2 separate regions of the Sus scrofa genome follow, and region 2 is linked to region 1. A link is a contact called in public HiChIP or PLAC-seq data. All regions are on one chromosome and are shown on one strand. Each heading gives the region's core, a stretch centred on a gene start, on an enhancer-like site or on the middle of the called end of the contact. The rest is flanking DNA. Distances are from core to core; before and after follow the strand shown.

What was found. HiChIP or PLAC-seq counts read pairs in DNA pulled down with a chosen protein or histone mark.
Region 2: a contact with region 1 is called in an H3K27ac HiChIP or PLAC-seq map of alveolar macrophages. The contact joins two enhancer-like sites. A contact is called at or near these places in 2 of 47 Hi-C or Micro-C datasets (heart right ventricle and liver) and 1 of 2 datasets of contacts at active chromatin or transcription factors (alveolar macrophages).

What each region holds. Positions count from the first base shown.
Region 1 is chr13:202,622,912-202,630,838 of Sscrofa11.1, forward strand. No RefSeq gene overlaps it. Among named protein-coding and RNA genes, the nearest start is that of PSMG1, 150 kb to the right of the region's middle. Within about 2 kb of position 5,135, at least 14 of the 83 cell types and tissues checked have an H3K27ac peak or open chromatin away from gene starts, as enhancers often do. A contact at or near this core is called in alveolar macrophages and liver, where this site is marked.
Region 2 is chr13:202,731,797-202,739,723 of Sscrofa11.1, forward strand. No RefSeq gene overlaps it. Among named protein-coding and RNA genes, the nearest start is that of PSMG1, 40 kb to the right of the region's middle. Within about 2 kb of position 3,580, at least 24 of the 83 cell types and tissues checked have an H3K27ac peak or open chromatin away from gene starts, as enhancers often do. A contact at or near this core is called in alveolar macrophages and liver, where this site is marked.

The DNA of each region.
Region 1 (7,927 bases), core at 3,885-6,384:
ACCCTGTGAGCTGGAAGAGTTCCCCCTTTGTTTGCTAATGGCTGTACCCATGGCATATGGAAGTTTCCTGGCCAGGGACTGAATCCTAGCCACGGCTGCAAAGCTATGCTGCAGCAACGGCAACACAGGATCCTTTGTAACCCACTGTGCCCAACTGAGGATCAAACCCATGCCTCCATGGTGACCTTAGCTGCTGCAGTCAGATTCTTTTCTTATTTTTTCTTTTGTGGCTGCCCCACAGCATATGGCGTTCCAGGGCCCAGGGTCAGAACCAAGCTGCAGTCTGCAGCAATGCTGGATCCTTAACCCACTGCACCGGGTCGGGGATCCAACCTGCATCCCTGTGCTCCAGAGACACCACAGATCCATTGCGCCGTGGCAGGAACTCCTGCATTCAGATTCTTAACCCGCTATACCACAGCGAGAACTCCATATGTTTCCCCTTTTTTAGCAGAAACTAAATCAAGGTGCCAGCCAGCAGTGTAAAACTACAGGAAAGCTCACCCCAGGGCCCTGGCACCTCTCTCCCCATCCCTTCCAGGTTCCTACCCCTCCCACCTAGAGCCCCGCCAGCCTGGCCTGGTCCACTGCTGGTTCTCCATCAGCCACCAGCAGCCAGCAAGATTCAGAACCTCAGGCGGACACACACCCAAGGACCCAGGTCCCAGGGCAGGCAAAGCCCACAGCCATTCGGCGAGGAGAAGGACTGAAGGCTCAGGTCCAGCCCCTCCGCACCTCCTACCTGACTTCCTCACTACTCTTAAGGGTACGTGAAGAATTAGGACTGTGTCTTTTTCTTTCTTTTCTTTTTTTTTTTTGCTTTTTAGGGCCACACCTGAAGCATATGAAAGTCCCCAGGCTAGGGGTCAAATTGGAACTGCAGCTGCCAGCCACAGCCACGGCCACAGTAATGCCAGAGCCAAGCCGCGTCTGTGATCTACGCCACAGCTCACGGCAACACTGGATCCTTAACCCACCAAGCGAGGCTAGGGATTGAACCCATATCCTCATGGATACTAGTTGGGTTCATTACTGCTGAGCCACAAGGGGAACTCCTAGAACTGTTTCTGTTGTGAAGGAGCAATGTTTCTTAGGTCGTACTATATGGGCTGCCTCATTTTTTTTTTTTAATGGCCACCCTGTAGCACATGGAAGTTCCTGTGCCAGGGATTGCAGCCGCTGCTGGCTAGCTGTGGCTTGGACTCAATCCCTGGCACAGGAACTTCCATATGCTACAGGGTGGCCATTAAAAAAAAAAAATGAGGCAGCCCATACCCACTGTGCCAGGCTGGGGATCGAACCCGTGCCTCTGCAGCTATCTGAGCCACTACAGTTGGACTCTTAACCCACTGCGCCACAGTGGGAAATCCTATGGATTTTGCCTCTTTTCCAGAACAATGTTTCAATTTTTATATTTTCACTTCAGTGATAATATAAATGTAAAAAAGATTCTACTTTCACAAATCCGCAGTTAAAGGGTAGAGTCATAGAATAAGACAAATCCAATGTTTTCCGAATGAGAGAATTCCCGTTTTTTCCTCCATTAAATGGGATCGAAGCATTACTCAGACTCGGAGGGGGCGAAAAATAAGTGTTAGGACAGAATTCATAATCCAGTGGTTTTCAAGATGTGTTTTCCCAACCAGCAGCAACGGCACCCCCTGGGAGCTGGTCAGAAATGCAGACTCACGGGCCGCACCCCAGAGGTGAGGTCTCTAGATCAGAAACTGAAGTCTGGGTTTTAACCAGCCTTCCAGGGGATTCTGCCCCTGGCTGAAGCCTGTGAACCTGCTGAATATTCAAACTGCGATGCTAGAACCTGGAATTCTAGAGGCTCTTGTCACATTTAATTGAATCCGGGCATTTCTGCCTGTATTTTCACCTGCTGACTATTCCACTTGGAACAGGTCCCTTTGGACCAATCACATAACGCACAGCTCCCAACCTTTGCTTCAATAACCCTAATTCATGGCGCTCTCATCATTCACTGAGCCCTGAGTCCTCCCAGCCAACTGAGATTAAAAAAAGAAACCCAAACTATTACTAAATACATTTCACAGATGAGAGGAAAAAAGGAGGGTCCAGAGAGGTTAAGCAACTTGCTCAAAGTCACACAGCAAATCGAGAGAGAGAGTCAGAGCTGGAGCCCACATCACCTGATCCCCACTCCCACTAACTCTTGACGCTCCAGGATGCTTCCTAGGACAGAATAGATAGCTATGCTGCAAGGGACTTCAGAGAACACCAAGTCCAACCTTGAAGGCCCGGGGTAGGGGGGCAAAAGCCAGGGTCCTGGAGCAGAGGCAGGTCAGACCCTGACGTCTGTGACTTCTAAGCTGATGTCCTTCTCCTGAACCGAGATGCATTTTGCACTTAGAAAGGCAATAAATAGGCCCTGGATGGCAGGGAAGGGGAAACCTCTGAGGTCAGGGGTCCATGGGCACCTCCAAAGTTCTCATGGTTCCCCAAAACAGAAGAACTAGAGACCTGGCCTACCGTGAACAAGAGAATTTTTGAATTCCGATTATTAATGAGCCAAATAACTATTGAATCTGAGCTACAGCTGCCAGCCTACACCACAGCCATAGCAACACAGGATCCTTAACCCACTGAGCAAGGTCAGGGATCGAACCTGCAACCTCATGATTCTTAGTCGGATCTGTTAACCACTGAGCCATGGCGGGAACTCTGAAAATAAATAACTATCTTCTTTGGAGAAGAATGTTTTAACAGGAAGATAGTTCATAAGATGTCATCATAGATTGTTCACGCTGTTCTGAGGAGCTCAACACTCTGCTTCGGGTTCTGTCCGGCCCGGATGCTGACCTGATCCAATGAAAACCTCTTTGCTTTTCCTTCCCCGTCACCCTGTCAGTTTTGTTCTCAGAAGCTGCTGCCCCCACCCCCCCCCCATACCCCACCCCTGGCTCTACACATCTTCTGTTCTGCAAAGAGTGAGTTTCCATTTTTTTTCATTCTGGAATGTTCTCACACAATTGGTTCTCACCTCTAGCCCTGGGCTCCAGGACGGGATTTCAAGCTCCAACCATTTTCCCAGCACTGCCTGTTTTTGTTTTTTGAGAATGTACCTACCTCCGCATTCTCTTATTCAATGTCTACCTCTTCATCTTTTTTTTTTTTTTTTTTTTTTTTTTTTTTTTGGCTTTTTCCCCATGCTAGCTAGGGGTCAAATTGGAGCTGCAGCTGCCAGCCACAGCCACAGCCACAGCCATGAAGGATCCAAGCCGCATCTGCGACCCACACCACGGCTCATGGCAACGCCAGATCCTTAACCCACTGAGCAAGGCCAGGGATGGAACCCTCATCCTCATGGATGCTAGTCAGGTTCCTAACCCACTGAGCCACAACAGGAACTCCTCCAGAGCAGATGTTCTGATCAGGATGCCAGATGCTCACCCAGCGGGCTCTGGCAGCCACTGAAGGGAAGAGGGATCCCCTGTGTCCCCCAACAGAGGATTCTCTCTGGGGAGAATGTAAGGGGATCTCATATCGGTTCCAGGGGCTTTCCTGGGAGCTGCTCTATAGACAGACTCCCTGGGCCTCCCCCGCAACCCCTCCCGGCCTTGGGTAGAGGCGGGGCCGCACCCCGTGGTCCACGTGGAAACCCACCTCTCCAGGGAGCTGTCCCTGCCCACTCCCCCAGCCTCGGTTCCAGGCGACGCAAACCATGCCCTTGATAAGATGGACCCCACAGGGCTTAGAACAAATCCACCCGCAGAACTGGCTCACCCGCAGGAAGGGGTACCCACGGCGCGGCTCCCCTGGAGAGGCCCCTCAAAACGTTCTGGGAACACCTGTCCTGGGAACTGCCTTCAGAGCTGGGTTGATGAGCCAGGGCTACTGCAACCACATTGCGTGCGCACACAGACTCACACACACGCTTACAACCGCACACACTCATGTACACGCCATCACCCAAGCTCACTCGCACACACACCGCCATCCTTCCTAGTGGCGCCTCCCCTTCTACCCCATCCCCCTTGGCCTAGAACCTGCCCGCGGAAGACGAGGGCCCTCCGCGCAGGCGCGTGGGGATGGAGGCTGCTTCAAAGGGCTCAGCCATCAGGCGACGGTGTAGCGGGTCCTCCAGCCCCGCATCACCCAGAGCCGTAGCGGGAAGCGGGATGGGCAGTGGGGAGGCGAGCTGGGCAGCTTCGTGGCGCAGGTTAACCTATCAAACGAAAGGATCAGGTGTTGCTTTGAGATCGTGACAGCTGCTCCATCGTCACCTGCCCTGGCCTCGTTTACCAGCCTGGGAGCCAGGATGACCTTCGACCCCAGCCTCGACCCCAGAGTCACACAGTAGATAACCTCGGAGGACAAGAAAGGGCGGGGCTTTTGTGCCATGAGTTGCAGAAAGAGACAAGATGTCACTCCTTTGGAGAGTTTCCCATGCGGCAAAGCGTGTGCGCTCCATTCCTGAGCGTGTTTTAAAACTCAGAGAAGCAAATATTTTTAAATGAAAGAGCCATTATATTAGAGGGCTGGATTTGAAGTTTTGTCATGTATTTCCCTAGTGCAGCTATGGGTTCACACTTTGAAAATATGTTTGGAGTTCCCGCTGTGTCCAGTGGGTTAAGAATCCAACTGTAGTGGCTTGGGTCACTACAGAGGTGCAGGTTTGATCCCCAGCCTGGCGCAGTGGGTAAAGGATTCAGCATGGGTCACAGCTGTGGCTCAGATTTAATCTCTGGCCCGGGAACTTCCACATGCTGCAGACACAGCTAAAAACAAACAAACAAACAAACAAAACCTTTATTTTAATGAAAGGAGAAATATCAGAACTTTTTCTCTGATCTTTCAAGTGGGCGCTGGTTTGCATTGTGTCTCCACAGCAGGGACTGGGGCTCCAATTCCTGCATCTCTTGACACATAGTCACCAGGCAGCCCAGGAAGCCAGTTTCAAGGGGCCAGGGGAGCTGGGTCACCATGCCCAGCTTTCTGTGGAAACCAAACTTCCAATGCAATTACTCATGTCCAGAGATGTGCACTTCCTGTTGCCCATGGATGGATGCCACCAGCCTCCACAGAGATCTTGTGAGCGGTCACCATTGTGCCAACAAAGGAGAAGTGAGCGTTACGCCCAGTGTGGTTTTTGCTTTCCTGGAAAGCTCGCTTCGTATCCCCTTAAGCCTCAGTCATCCCATAACATTAGTAAGCAGTTTTGCTCAGACTGCGTCAGGATTCTGAGCCGCTAGAGTCCGGCAAATGTCATGGAGTGTCTCATTCTCCTGGAAGGAACTGTCCACCTCTCTGAGTTAGGGTGGCCTGATCGGAACCCTTTCCTTTCTCGCTCAGCATCTGGAGGTGTTCTGCTCATTCTCCGACTCTGTCCGTCAGTGAATGACGTAGACTCAGAATCCAGCCACGTCCTGTTTCCTTCCAACATGTATCGTCAGCTGCTTCCTTCTGCAGGGCCCCTGGTCCCTCTCAGGGTGACCGGACCCCATTTTTGGAGACTAACCAGTTTTCTAAACCCACCTTTACTCTCTCATCTGGACTCTCCAGGGCCCTTTTTTTGTGAACACACATACACACACACACACACACACACACGCACACCCTGTTAAGAGGAACTTTTTACCCGCTGGTAGGAGCCTATTGTGTTTTATCGAACCTTCGAGATAACAAAGGTTCCTGGATCTAAATCTTCCTACAGACGTTAGCAAAAGAGCCATCAAATGGGAGTCAGACAACTGAGGTTCCACGTATTGATGCACTGATGCAGCAGCTGGAGGCAATTCACCTCCATTCTTGATTTACAAAAACAAACAAACAGGATACGAATTCCCGGTGTGGCTCAGTGGGTTAAGAACCTGACATAGTGGCCCTGAGGACGCAGGTTCAATCCCTGGCCTCCCTCAGTGGGTTAAGGACCCAGCATTGCCACAAGCTGTGGTGTAGGTCACAGATGTGGCTTGGCTCCCATGTTGCTGTGGCTGTAGTGTAAGCCACAGCTGCAGCTCCGATTTGACCCCTAGCCCAGGAAGTTCCATATGTTGATGGTGGGGCCTTAAAAAGAAAAAAAAAAAAAAAATCCACAGACTAGAGAGTTCCCTGGTGGTCCAGTGGTTAGGACTCAGCACTTTCTCTGCTGAGGCCTGGGTTCAATCCCAGGGCTGGGAATTGAGAACCCACATCCAGCCGCTGCATGCCACAGCCAAAAAAAAACAAAAGAAAATAAAGTAATATAAAATAGAACTTTAAAAAATCAAAAATACAGAAGGGAAAATACCCGTGATCCACCACCTGCATTTTGCTGAAAAGTCCTCCTGTGTTGAGGGTTTGACTGTTTTTCTTTCATGTGCCTAAGGGGAAGCGGCCTTATCATGAGAGAGCTTACCCAATGGAAACTCCACTCCCAGGAGTGTTATGGGGACAAATAATTGCCCACGGAGGGCTGTGGGCTGCAGGGGACAGGAGCTCGGTAAGTATAGTGCAAGCAGCGAGATTGCTAACGCGGCAGCATGATGCCTCTCTAACTACTGGGTGACTTGGGGACCAACATCCAAACAAAGATAATAACAAGGTGAAGGGCAAGGAACACGCGCCCTGGACCTGTTCCTATCACGTCCCCTGTGCGGCTTCTTGATTTCTCACCAGCTGACCTCAGGATGCTCTTGAAAAAGCTTCTCAGCTTTTCCCTGCCTGTCTTCTATCACCTTCCCCTTGGAAGGCAAAATTCTCCGCAGAGGTCATCCAAGACCCACCCTGGAAATTCCTTGAGGACGTTACACTCGGCCAGCTTAAAAATACTCTCCTCCCACAAAGGCGAGTCATCAGGTGAAGTCCTGGGGTTCATGCACCCACTTTGGAGACATTTGTCCAGCAAAGGAGAAGAGAAAACTTTTAGGAGACTTAGCTTTTCTCTTAGCCCACTGTTTCGAGAGATCAGGGAGCTGTGAGGCATTCAACATCTCAGTCGGAGGTATTTTGGTGAAATGAACACACGTTGGCTTGTAATCACAGAGCCCAGACCTGAGAAATGAACTCAGTATTTCAAGATCTGAGTAGGGCCGGCTGAGAATCGCTCAGCTCCAAAACTGCAGAGGCACGTGGTTTGCTTGGAACGAGTTTACCTTGTGCTAGGGAGACAACAGACCCATATTTATCCCGATTGGAGATGTGGCTGCCCTCCACCCACCTACCTGGTCTCCAAAGTGGGTGCGTGAACTCCCAGGACTTCATCCGATGACTCGCCTTTGTGAGAGGAGAGTGTTTTTAAGCTGGATGAGCGTAACATCCTCGAGTTATTTCCAGTGTGGGTCTTGGACGACCTCTGCGGATGGCCTTCTTTACTTTCTCAAGGACTTGAAACCCTCCCAACTTCTTTTCCGAAGTCTGACAATAGATCTAAGGGGTCGGCCCAGCCTTGGACCGAGCCATCATTGGATGCCTGCAGAAATCATCCCTGCAGGAGGCATCCTTCTTCTTCTGTGGTCCATGGGACCAGCCCAAACCTGGATCAGCCAACCGTCTGAATCCCTCAGTGATCTCAGGTTTAAACCTGTCCCCCCCAACCCCAATCCAGACATTGACGCAAAAAGGGTTTAAACAGCCCTTCCCCACACCACACCGCCCTCCCCCCAGCCCCGCCAACTGGGGAAAGCAACGCTAGGAACAATGCAGGTCAAATCGGCAGCTCCACTCCGGGGAGCGGGGTGGGGGCGTGGGGGGGACTCTGGTACTTCTGAGGTTGACCTCAGGCAACCTGCAAGATCCTGAATATTCCGAAAAGCAGGTGGGTGGTGAGAATTTCTGAGGACTGCAGACGATGCTCCTGAGAGCCAGGTGACTACGTGGCCTGGACCTTGCAGGTTGGTGCCCACCGCAAATATTCCGTCTCCTTGGCTTTTGCACAGCTGTCCTCACAGAGCAATAAACCAGGGTCAGACCACGTGTCCTG
Region 2 (7,927 bases), core at 2,330-4,829, 110 kb after region 1:
GGAGGAAGGTGTGGGATGCACCAGGACTTGGGGATTAGTAGATGCAAACGATTCCATTTAGAATTGATGGGCAATGAAGTCCTACTCTACAGAGTTCCTACAGGGAACTCTGGCCTCTCTCTTGGGATAGACCATGATGGGGAAGGATATGAAGAAAAGACTGTACATGTATGCATGACTTGGTCACTTTGCTGTACAGTGGGAAGTGGCACAACATTGAAAATCAACTATACTTTAATTCAGAATTTTTTAAACAAAAAAAGAAAAGACAGTGCTGAACCGGCTGAGAGTAATAAGAAGATAAGGACTGAGAAGAAGTTAATACAGTACGGCTCAAGGAGAAGATCTAAACTAATGCTGGGAGGTTCCCACTGGGGCTCCGTGGTTAACGAACCTGACGAGTATCCATGCAGACATGGGTTCATGGACCCACTTGATCAGCAGGTTAAGGATCTGGTGTTGCTGTGAGCTGTGGTGTAGCTTGCAGATGCGGCTTGGATCCTGTGTTGCTGTGGCTGAGATGTAGCTCTGAATCGACCCCTAGCCTGGGAACCTCCATAGGCCCTAGTGCGGCCCTAAAAAAAAAAAAAAAAAAAAAAAAAAAGACAAAAAAATGTTTAAAAAACCTAATGCTGGAGTTCCCGTCATGGCGCAGTGGTTAACGAATCCGACTAGGAACCATGAGGTTGCCGGTTCGGTCCCTGCCCTTGCTCAGTGGGTTAACGATCCGGCGTTGCCGTGAGCTGTGGTGTAGGTTGCAGACGCGGCTCGGATCCCGAGTTGCTGTGGCTCTGGCGTAGGCCGGTGGCTACAGCTCCGATTCAGCCCCTAGCCTGGGAACCTCCATATGCTGTGGGATCGGCCCAAGAAATAGCAACAACAACAACAACAACAAAAAAAAAAAGTTTAAAAAACCTAATGCTGGATGAGATTTTAAAATTAAAGCCTGGTTAGTACAGTGGACTGCTTATCAGCTGCTTATTTGGGTTTTATAAAGTCGGCCAAGTTTATAATGATCATCCTTTAAAGAGACCCAAAGCCTAGGGCCCGCGGGCAGCACTCTTACTGATGCGGAAATGCCCTGACTCGCCGGCAACTTCTCTGGCCTGTCCTTCCCCGTGGAGCACTTTCCCATGGGCCTGGCTCTCAGAGTCAGCATTCCAACTGGAGAATTCCTCCGCAGGCTCACCTCTCCCTCAACCCGTGAGCCTTCCCACCCCCACCCCCGGGCTGGCACCGCCATACCTGCAGACTTGGGTGAATCCTGGATGATGGCAGCAGTTTGCCCGTCAGAGGGCTCGTTAAGAATGACTCAGTGCCCAGCGGGGGAGCGGCCTCGTGACTCAGCAGGGCCTGGCCCTCCTTGGCGGTCATCAGGCGGGCAGTGCGGGTTCGAGGAGGGCTGACAGGGCTGATCTGGGAGGAGAGAGAAGCTGTTGCTGTGTGGCTCCTGGCACTGGCCATGTCTCTGGGTCCTGCCACCCACCGCCACACACTAGCAGGGCAGGGAAGGAACATGACGGGGGGCGAGGGGGGGTGCACAATGATGCCAAGGGCATCTTATTGTATTTTATTTTCTATTTTTATTTTTAGGGCTGCACCCACGGCACATAGAAGTTCCCAGGCTAGGCGTGGAATCAGAGCTGTAGCCGCCGGCAGACACCACAGACACAGCAACGCCAGATCCCAGCCGTGTCTGCGACCTACACCACAGCTCACGGAAATACCGGATCCTTAACCCACTGAGCAAAGGCCAGGGATCAAATCCTCCTCCTCATAGATCCTAGTCGGGTTGGTAACCTGCCGAGCCACAACTCCCCACCATCCCCCGGTTTAAAGAAGCCACTGAGGGCATCTTTAAAGAAGAGTCACTCTGGAGCAGAGGCACTCAGACCCAAGCCCCTCTCCCAGCTCGGCAGACCCTCCCCCAGAAGCGGTTCACCCCTTGCTTTGATGCCAGCACTGGGTTTGAAGGGCAGGGGAGAGCCTCAGATCCCATATCATCAGTACTATACTCAAAAGTCACACCCCAAGAGGCCACCAGGGGCCACTGGTCCCGCTGGAGGAGGTCTGGGGTGCAAGCCCCACCCCAGCCCTGGCACAGGTCTCACTGTGGATGCAAAGAACCATCTTTGAACACGCTCAGGTATTCCAATTTAAGGAAACAGAGCCAACTCGTTTCTGGCACATGGAGCACACGTGGACATTTCTCCGTGCACCCCAGCCCATCTGCCAAAATTAAAGTCATCAGAGAACTAGAAGACTCGCCCACACGCACAGCCAAAGTGGCGCTGAACATCTAAGAAAGACACGGAGGGTTCAGCCAGCATCCCTCAGTCTCACCGTCAAGAAGAAAGGGAGCTTATTTTCCACCCTAACTGGTAATGATTGCTTTCCCCAAAATTACCCCCCAAAAAGGAACCAGACCTCTCTCACATACACCTGCACATGCACACGCTCAGATCTGTGTTCCAGGAGAGCGCGTCCAGCTGGAGGCAGCCGGGCACCCGCAGCTGGGAGTCTAGACCCAGGCTGGTCGGGGTGGCCCGCGCAGGTCCCAGCACCTGCCCGCCTGGGAAACGACTGAGGCGGGAAAAGGTGAAACTGCAGACTCCAATTTAAGAAATCTGACCTTTTGTCCCTCAAATAATTGGGGAGCAAGATATGACTTTTTTCCTGAGTATATTTATGGTATTTTTCCATTTGAGAAAGCATCCGCCAAGGCAAAAGGAACAATGCTAAGAAGCGCGATTTCCATTTTCAAAGGGAAGGGGAGGCCCTTTTGGAGGGACCACGCCCACATCTGTAAATAGCCAACCTTGGAAGGAACTCGAAGGAAAGCAACGTGTGTGCCTATGTGTGGGGGGAACCTCAGCGGCTAGAGCCTCCCCACCCCTCGTGGCGGCAGGAAACCATCCGCCGGGTGAGGGCTGCAGACCCAGCGGGCGCCCAGGCGGCAAGAGATGCTCCTGGGGTTCCAGGCAAGACCCCCGCGGGCGCACAGACACACACGTTACATACCTTTGTTTCACTGTGTTTATTTCCACTGCAGAAGAGGGACAAGCAGAGGCTGGGGACAGAGTGGAAGGGACGCTTGCTTTACTCTGAGTCTCTTTGTGCCTTTTGAGTTTTGAACTTGAAGTCATTTGCGTACCTGTGTCCTTCGGGGGAACTGTCTCCTAAGAGATTCTGGCACCACTTCCTGACCCAGCAAGAACCCACTCTCCTTCTGGAATACGGGATGCCCTCCCCTTCCCCCCAACCCCAGCACCCCCCACACACACACACACACACAGCACACACAACACAGCATACACACCCTCCCCAACACCCACGGCACACACACACACACACACACACCACACGCACCCCACGCACACACCCTACACACACACAGGAAACACACACACACAGACACGTGTGCGTGCACACCTCCCACAGCATCTCTGAACCCAGGTGCCAGGCAGGGCTCAGCTTGCAAAGCAGGTCAAAGTCGGGTCGGGATGCTGCCTTGGACCCTATAGAAAGGGCCTTGACATCTAAACCTCCGGGATTCAGCGCCATCTAGAGGCTTTCTGCTGCACTGTTTCCCAGCTTGGCGACAGAAAGGCGACCCCAGCTCCTGGCATCGTGAAGGGTGGGGGCCTGAGAAGCCCAAGAAAGGCGCCACGTTGCTGAGGACTCGGGCTGGGGCCGGCCCTGGGGTTTTGTGGTTCCACCCTTCTATGTATTCCACTCCCTCTTCTCACATACACACACACACGCGCGCGCGCGCGCGTATTTAATTTTTTTCCAATTAAGTAAAACATTCGGAAAAATGCCAAAGGTCCTTAGTCATCAAAAAATGTAACCCAGGACTTCCCATTGTGGCTCAGCAGGTTACAAACCCAACTAGTTTCCACGAGGATGCAGGTTCAATCGCTGGCCTCCCTCAGTCAGTTAAAGATCCAGCGTTGCCTTGAGGTTGCAGACGTGGCTTGGATCCTGCGTTGCTGTGGCTGTGGTGTAGGCTGGCAGCTGCAGCTCTGATTCCCCCACTAGCCTGGGTACTTCCATATACCGTGGGTGCAGCCCTAAAAAAAAAGACAAAGAAAAGAAGAAAGAAAGAGAAAGTGCAACCTAAAATCCCACACAGCTGCCCAAATGCCCATGTGAGGAATACCAAGCATTGGTGAGGCTGTGGACCCCTGCAGTGGGCACAAACTGGTTCACGACTGGGAGAAACGGGCGCTCATCTATGGCAGCTGAGCACAGGCAACACTCGGCACCTCAGTCCGACCCCCAGTGTACACCCAACACAAACGTGGGTACACGGACCCGCTGCCCCCCACCCAGGTGGATGAAATAAGGGCCCAGAGGACCTCAGCCCCCTCACCGGGCCGTCTCCCCGTGCGGGAAAGTCCAGGTGCAGTGGTGTCACGGGTGTGGCCGGCCCCTCCATCTGCCCTCTCTCCAACCTCTCTCTAGTAGCAGGTCTCCACCAGGGATGGCTTGGCCCCCAGGGACACTGGGCAATGTCTGGAGACATTCTCCGTTGTCCCCAGGCACACTGGGGAGGAGGTGCCTGCTGGCATCTAGAAGCCCGGGCCAGGAACGCTGGCCAAGGCGCCGTCATCCCCTACCCCCCACCCCCACCCAGAAGGCTCATGGGCCAAAACGTCAATAGATGAGGTTGAAAAATACTGCCTTAAATGCCCAAGTGTGGAGCCTGCCTTTAAAGAAATGGACGTTCTAGGAGTTCCCACTGAGGTGCAGAGGCTTAAGAAGGCAACTGCAGGGGCCTGGGTCATGGCAAAGGCGCAGGTTCTACTCCCCGGCCCGGGGCAGTGGGTTAAAAGGATCCGGCATTGATGCAGCTGTGGCTTGGAGCCAATCCCTGGCCAAAGACTTTCTATATGCCTCGGGTGCAGCCGTGAAAATATTGAAAAATAATGAACGAGAAATGGACGTTCTAGCTCAAGTTTTAGAATAAAAAAAATTCTAAGTCGAATTCAGCAGAACAGTGTTGTAATGTAAATATATCCAGCCTGTATTAAAAAGGACAATGAGTCAGGGAATAAGAGTACATGTTTTCCCGGGGCTTATGTGCAGCTTTTAATACTTCCTTTGTCGGCCACGGGAGCCGCTCTGTTCTCCAGCTAACGCTTTGCTCCTTCTCCTAATGGTCGTTTCGTCTTTGAACTTGTGAGGGCACTCACATCCAAGCCGTTCAAGGAGATGAAAATCCATTTCTGCGTATCCTTTTCTCCCCTGAGGGTAGTATCTCGTTCAACATTCCTTTGGCCTAATTGGGTAATTTGAGTAACTTAATTATTTTTAACTACGAGATTGATGATTAAAAGGTCAACGTAGTCAAAATAAACCAGTCATATGATCTATTATCGCTGACATTAGCCGTGAAAATTGTTCCTATCCATCCTGGATTTATTATGCATTTAACTTAATATTGCATAGAATTTACTAGATGCCATGGGAGGCACAAAAAATTGTAGACGACACAGTCTCTACAGACGAGGAATTCTGGGCATTCGTTTTTTTTTTTTTTTTTTGCCAAATGCTTCCTAGATTGGGGCTCTGTTTGGTGTTTTAGAAACACTGAAGGCTCTTTCAGTAAATTTTATTTGTTTAATTCACGTCATTCAAATACAACCCGACCACGTTTCAAAATTTATTCTGGCTGTTCTGCTTTGGAAGAATTAACTATTATCCTTTGGAAAATCGTTTTATAGAAGAAATCAAAACCCAAGAGCTCAAAACGTCTCAACAGAAACCAACATAAGGAATCAGTATAATCTTCAAAGGCTGGCCTCAGAGTAATTTAAGGAATCGGTGTAGGAGAAAATCCAATCTACTCATTGATAATTTGCTTTAAATTTAAAAAAAAAAAAATGACTCACAAACTAAAATTCCAAACAGCACCAGAAAGAATACCTGAAAAAGTAGGTCTCCTCTTCATCTAATTTCCCAATCTCCCTATCGTCAGATTTTTTTGTGTTTTCTTTCCGAAAGTCCTTATTCATGCAACAAACAAGCATAGATACTTTTATCAACTGGGGGTGTACTATGTACCTATTGTTTTTGCAAGTTGCTTTTTTTCAATCTTTTATGGTAGGAAAATACACATTAAATTTACCATCTTAACCATTTTTTACGTGTCTAGATCAGGGGTGTTGAGTACAGTCACCTGGTTGTGCAGCCAACACCACCGGCCACCTCCAGGACACATTTCCTCTTTCAAAACTGAAACTCTGTCCCCATTCAATGACTTCCGGTGCCTCCCCCGGCAACCACCATTCTGCTTTCAGTCTCTATGAATCTGATGGCTTTACCTACTCCATGCAGGTGGAAACATACTGTGTTTGTCTTTCTTCGGGACTGAGCTGGCTTAGTTCCCTTAGCAAAATGGCATCAAGACTCACCACGGTTATAGCCTGTGTCAGAATCTCCTTCCTTCCCTTTTTTTTTTTTTTTTTTGTCTTTTGTCTTTTGTCTTTTGTTGTTGTTGTTGCTATTTCTTGGGCCGCTCCCGCGGCATATGGAGGTTCCCAGGCTAGGGGTCGAATCGGAGCTGTAGCCACCAGCCTACGCCAGAGCCACAGCAATGCGGGATCCAAGCCACGTCTGCAACCTACACCACAGCTCACGGCAACGCCGGATCCTTAACCCACTGAGCAAGGGCAGGGACCGAACCGGCAACCTCATGGTTCCTAGTCGGATTCGTTAACCACTGCGCCACAACGGGAACTCCTTTTTTTTTGTTTTTTTTGTTTTTGTTTTTGCTTCCTTCCCTTTTAAAGCTGAATAAGATTCCACTCTGTGCCCCAGACTGCATTTTGCTTCTCCATTCACCTGTTGGTGGACTCTTGGGTCGAGCCCACACCTGAGCTGTTGTGAGTCATGCTGCCGTGAACACGGGTGAACGCCAACCTCTTCAACACCCTGCCTTCCATTCTTTCCGGAACATACTCCGAAGTGGAATTGCTGAATCGTATGGGAAGTCTATGTGTAATGTCTTGAGAAAGTGCCAAACTGTTCTCCACAGAGTCTATATCACGTTACAGCCCCACCAGCAGCGTACGAGGGTTCCGGTATCTCCACATTCTCGCCAACACTTTTTTTTTAACAGTAGCCATCTTAACGCCTCTTAATGCATTAGATATCTCATTGTGATTTTACCTTTGCCTTTCCCTGATGACCTAATGATCAGTAACATTGAGCATATTTTCATGAGCTTCTTGGCCATTTGTCTGTCCTCTGTTTCTGTGAGTTAGAACTGAGTCATATGGCAGCATCTAACTACCAAGAAGGCTGGGAGATACAATATAGTTAGGAAATGCATTAGCTATGTGCCGTAACATTAGCACTAATTTAGTATATCTTTAAACATTCCTTATCTCAGTTTCTGTGGCACAGCCTAACAGGGTCCTTTGGGATTCTCGATTAAGGTGTTGGCTGGGGCTGCAGTCTCATCTGAGGCTGGACAGGGGAAGGACCCCCTTCTGGTTCCTGGCAGAATTCAGTTCCTTGCAGTTATAGAAATGAAAGCTTTTGATTCTTACTAACTATCCATCAGAAGCTTCCCTTGGTTCCTAGGAGCCACCTTTAGCTCCTTGTCACATGGGATTTTCTCAAAGCCAACAAAAGAGAGAGACTCCAGCAAGATGGGTGCTACAATCTTACATACGTAACACAGACACAGACACACACCTGTGTCCTGCTGCCTTTGCCATACTCTGCTGGTTAGAGAGAAGGCACACGCCCATGCCCAAGAGGAAGAGACCATGTGAGGGCCTGAACACCAGGAGCTAGGGGTTGTGGGCCCCACCCAAGCGTTCTACCGAGGCCTCCCCAGAATTCCATGACAACGGAAGAAAGCATGTAGATTCCAGAGGACAACCGGCTATCAGCCTCCGCCACACAATGCTGC